Linked DNA regions of Arachis hypogaea: region 1 is linked to region 2. Evidence: chromatin contacts called from public Hi-C data. All regions are on one chromosome and are shown on one strand. The core of a region is the stretch at or near the end of the contact, and the rest is flanking DNA. Distances in the headings are between cores, read along the strand shown. Region 1 holds the start of LOC112715728 (heavy metal-associated isoprenylated plant protein 9). Region 2 holds the start of LOC112715723 (nascent polypeptide-associated complex subunit alpha-like protein 2).

Region 1 (2,700 bases), core at 138-2,637, 380 kb after region 2:
AAATTGTAAAGGCATTTCTCAGATCCCAGTGTTTCATCCATCCCAACGATTCCATATGTCATGAAAATAAGAAATGCGTTGCTTAAGCTCTAATTCCTGTGGGAAAAGAGAATACTTAAACAGTTAATCTCATTTTCAAAGTATCATAATATATCATCAGTCATAACATTTCACTCATTTCATTTGTTTATGATCAAATTTAATTTCAATTTGCAATGAAATCATAACTACTAAATATTGCCGCGGAGATTATATATATATTTTAGCATTTCATAGAAATTAAACCCATTTTTTCATGTATAAATCTAATGTTACCATTTATAGACAGCAACCGAATATCTTTGATTGGTCACATGTTACAAGAAGTTTAAGCTTTGAGTAGAATAAAAACTAAAATGTATTGGCAATTTCATGTGCACTCATTTTCATTTGATTAGAGGAATTCATCTTATTATTAAAATTCGAGTCATGAATAACTTAAATGCTTCTTAAATTTGAAAATCTGGTGGAATAAACAAGAGAAAGAACAAATTTGGCGGGAATATTTTTTTTTCCCAGAGGGTTCTAACTCGTGAGCGGTGAGCCAACAGTTTTGAAAGGTTACCCTTATCCTGTTTGTTCTCACTTCTCAGAGAAAGATTCCCAGCAAATATTAGATTAATCAAAATTACATGCTTCAAAAGAAATAAGTTACAATTCTCTTATTGGATTCACCCTAGGTCCTCACTTCAAGGCTTATTAGTTGTCACCCCCTGCTAACTGCAGCATAACCTGATCCAACTTCGAATTTAAAAGTGTTTTTATGACATGGAATGCACACGGTACATCTTTAATTTTTTTAGCCTAAGTGGCAGGTTATCATTTGCTTATCAGTTTAATAATTCTATACCTATTTTTGTGGATCTGAAAAAATGCCAATATCAAAGAGTAACTATACATGTATCTTATATTATACACTAAACCAACTTACACTTCTGTTCCATCAAATTAATGTGATACTATTTTAATACTAATCAAATTTTAAATTTGTTCGACATATGATATAAAATGAGACGTCACACACACACTTATCTATATTAGTTAAAATTTATATTAATTAAAATTATCATAAGATTCAGAGTAGGTACTCATGCTAAAGATCTATATCTAGATAGTAGTAAGGTAATACACAAAACAAAGCTTTTCCAGGTTGTCCTAAAGGGGTGCCACACATACACACATGCCATGCATGTCTGACAAAGTGACACTTCACAACTTTGTCATGAAAAATCTACCAGTCGGTGGGTAACAAAGAGTATTATCATTTCCAAAGCTTTATTGATTTACCATTATATTAACCTCCCTCTCTATTTCTATAAATACGACTCTTCTCTTTACATTACAATTTGTTCTTTGTGCAGCTACACGTGCTTTGAATAACTTAGTTTAGCTTTATACCATCTAACATACTCCTACCCCTTCCTTGTAATATAAATCTTCTTCTTTGTAGCTGTTAGCCCTCTTCATCTCTTTTATTTTTAGGCCCCTCAGAACTGCAATTTCATTTCCCATTTCCCATTGATAAAGCAAATGAGTGAGGAAGGAAAACAGGTTAGCCTTCTTTCTTGCCATTCTGGTTTCTTAGGCTATGTTTGAATCTTGAAAACATAAATCAAATACAAAAAGAATTGTGCTTTTTGTTTATATATACTTCTCTAGGTGGATAAAAAATCAAGCCAATTACGTTTATATATACTGCTTATTTGTCGTTTTAGCCATCAAATTAATCAATAGGTATTTATTTCTAAATGCTTTTGTATTTCAACATTTATTTTATATGATAGTTGATTTAGTAGCTGATTTTTGGTATAAAAATAGCATGTATTTTTTTTTTTTTAATAGATTAACTGGTTTTTATTCTCTCTTTCTTTGGCCTTGGGTAGGAACAACCACCTAAGGGTGAGTCTAAGCCAAAGGAAAAGCCAGCAGAGGAGAAGAAAGAAGAGAAGCAAGAGGCGAAACCACCATCTCCATGTGTATTGTTTGTGGACTTGCATTGTATGGGATGTGTCAAGAAGATTGAGAGATACGTTATGAAAATGAAAGGTTAGTTATCTCATCTTTCTGTCACCCTTTCTCTTTGCATTTGATTCCAGATACATACATACCATGCATATGCTTGTCCACTCCTCATGGTTTTCATGTGTTTATCTTCTAATAGGTATTGAGGGAGTGGTGATTGATATGGCTAAAAATGAAGTGACCATAAAGGGAATAGTGGAGCCTCAAGCAATTTGCAACATAATTACTAAGAAAGCAAAGAGAAGAGCCAATGTTATATCTCCATTGCCTCTAGCAGAAGGAGAGGCAGCACCAGAAGTTGTTACTTCTCAGGTAAATTGTTATTTGTTAGTCCGTCTATTCTCTTTATCTGTCATAAAAATTTGATACATTGCTTCGAGGATATACCAAACTTTTATGTCAATAAATTAATAATTTGTAACTGGTTGCCGTTTCAGGTTAGTGCTCCAGTTTCTGTGGAACTTAACGTGAACATGCACTGTGAGGCCTGTGCTGAGCAACTCAAGAAAAAGATACTCAAAATGAAAGGTATACCAATTATGTGTGTGCCTCTTCATTTCAATGTGTGGGATATCTTTTTTGTAATACTTGTAAGTTGTAACTGAGAAAGGACGGATAGATAGGAAGGAAAAGAAATTA
Region 2 (2,700 bases), core at 126-2,625:
GAAAAACACACAAATTCATAGTAAAGTCCAGAAATGTGAATTTTGCATAAAAACTAATGAAAACATCCCTAAAAGTAGCTAGATCCTACTAAAACCTACCTAAAAACAATGCCAAAAAGCGTATAAATTATCCGCTCATCAGTCACGCGTACGCGTCGTTGAGCAAATCTTCAAATCACGCGTACGCGTCAGTCACGCGCATGCGTCACCATGTATATCTCCAAATCACTCGCATGCGTACGCGTCGCTCCTCGCTGCCATCTTCTTTTGTTCTTGTGCTGCTGAAACTTCATCAAATCCAGCCGAATGCTACCTAAAATAAATAGTATTGCACAAAACTCAAAATAGCATCCATAATGGCTAAAATATAATTATTTCTTGATTAAACTCAACAAATTAGATACAAATTCACTAGAAAAAGATAGGAAAGATGCTCACGCATCATCGCACCTACCTCAACATCTCATGGATCACTAACTTTCCAAATCTCTGTGACTGGTACACCACCCACCTCCTCTGCCCTTCACCTACTAGAACCATCCACCTCCACGTCCTCGATAACAGTATCACCTCCAGCCTTGACAACGTCCATCACATCCTCAAGACCAAGTTTCACAACTACCACAAAGGCATACCTTTCTCCACTTTCGAGAAATCATATAGATTGTTGGATATTAGGACATCGTGAGAAGATTCTCCTTCGACATCATATGCAAATTCTCATTTAAAATGGCCCCCGAGTGATTCATTCCTTCTCTCCTAAAGTCTATGATGGGATACAGCTTTGACCTCGCATCCAACCTATCAGTACAACGAGCAATGTTGCTATCACCGCTCATATGAAAACTGAAGCGATTACTGAACATTGGTTCAGAGAAGAAGCTGAAGGAAGTGATCGGAGTGGTGGACAATGTGGTCATGGTGATGATAGGACAGAGGAGGAGGGATATGGCGACGATGACGACGGGTTTTAACAAATTGGACTTGCTATCTAGATTCATAGGATCCATCGAAGACGAGAAGTACTTAGAGACATAGTCATTAGTTTCCTGAGTATGAATTGGTTAAGAATAAGTTGAGAATTTTTCTTCTTGTGAGCATTGAAATTGCAGAGGGTGCAATATGTAGCTTGAAGCTGCAGTATTAGACTGTTAAAATTATGCGAGATATGATGAAAATTTGAGGAGAACAGTATTGTTTTCGAACAGAGCGGGATCAGGGACCATTTTGTCCCCTGTTAGAGTTGTTAGAGATTATTTTGTCCTCCGTTAGATTTGACGGAACAAAAGACTTAAGTGACTAACGGAATTAATTGTTATGAATCAATCGAATAATTAATTTTAGTTAAAAACTAAATGTCTGATCCAAAATTTTTGGACGCCAAAATAAATAAATATTTTTTTTTTTTTTTGTAATTAATCTGATATGTGAACAATAATGTTTAAGGGAAAGAATAAAGGGATGGAGTACGGTGGTAAAAAAATGGGCCCAAATATGGGCCCAATAAAGTTTGGAAACCCTTGGTAGTTGTTACTGAGGGAGAGGATTGCATAGGAAAAGGCAGAAGCGTTGTTATCCCCTGTCTATCCATTTCATCCATTTCTTAAACTCAGCTCTCAGCTCAGTGTTGTATTGAGCTCCGCCGCTAGCTGCCATGTCTCCAGGTCCCGTCGTTGATGCACCCGCCGCTGACACCACCGCCGACCAACAACTCCCTCCTGTCGATGACGCTACCAACAAGAAAAAGCCTCATCCCCAGGTTCTCCCTATTTTGCCTTCTCTCTCTTTGTCTATGCGATTCAATTCTTCTTCTTTTTCTTCTTCCGTTTTGTTTCGATTGGTTTCTTATGTATTTATGTGATCTATTTCTTTTTTCTACTCAGGAAGAAGACGAAGCTCCTGTTGTTGAGGACGTCAAGGACGACGACGAAGACGCCGATGATGACGACGATGACGACGACGACGATGATGACAAGGAAGACGGTGCTCAAGGTTCTCTTCTTTGTGTTTATTTGTTTTAAATCTCCATATCGTTAACGTATTATTCTATTATTTTTTTAAATTATTTTCACCCTAATTATTTTATATCCTATTGAATTTCGATCCACTTGTTTCTAGCGTAGTATACACATAAAGTTCTAAAGGAAGCTTGATAGCAGTTTAATATGATGTTGTTCTGAATTCATTGGCGTTCATGACCTCACGTGCTCTAGTTGGATATATGAATTAGATTATATTGTTGCTGGAGCTGAAAGTTGCTATACAATACTCATTTATATGAATGCCTTTGTCGGAATTGTGTAATCTTTGAGCTCTGCTGTTGTAGGGTTCTTTCGAATAATTATGTGTCATTTTGCTCTCTGTACCTGTTATTTGTGTTATGATTCTTCTCTATGTCTTTTAGTAAAGCTAACTGATCTTGAGTTACATTATTTTCTATTACTTGGTCGCGAAATTACTTATGACATTAATGGCCTTACATATAGAGAACACAATGAATGTGTTCTACTTATTATTATATGCCTCCAATTCAACACCATATATGCATTGAAGCACTTGTGTTGAATGTTAATCCTTTTCCTAAATATCTATTATTATGTTTTTTGGGCTGAGATGCAGGCGGTGCCGAGGGTTCAAAGCAGAGCAGAAGTGAGAAGAAGAGTCGAAAGGCAATGTTGAAGCTCGGGCTGAAGCCTGTAA

Evidence for each region. A called contact is a pair of places that touch in the nucleus more often than the background predicts.
Region 1: a contact with region 2 is called in a Hi-C map of leaf, with 4 times the contacts expected there. The contact joins the promoter of LOC112715728 here to the promoter of LOC112715723 in region 2. A contact is called at or near these places in 3 of 8 Hi-C or Micro-C datasets (leaf and an unstated tissue).

Annotation. Positions count from the first base shown.
Region 1 is chr10:77,826,771-77,829,470 of arahy.Tifrunner.gnm2.J5K5, forward strand. LOC112715728 (heavy metal-associated isoprenylated plant protein 9) reads left to right here and starts at 1,388. Exons shown (of 5, transcript XM_025767540.3): 1 at 1,388-1,590; 2 at 1,923-2,085; 3 at 2,201-2,373; 4 at 2,499-2,589. The coding sequence starts at 1,570.
Region 2 is chr10:77,446,781-77,449,480 of arahy.Tifrunner.gnm2.J5K5, forward strand. It overlaps LOC112715723 (nascent polypeptide-associated complex subunit alpha-like protein 2), which reads left to right and starts at 1,376. Exons shown (of 4, transcript XM_025767534.3): 1 at 1,376-1,759; 2 at 1,884-1,992; 3 at 2,620-2,700. The coding sequence starts at 1,655.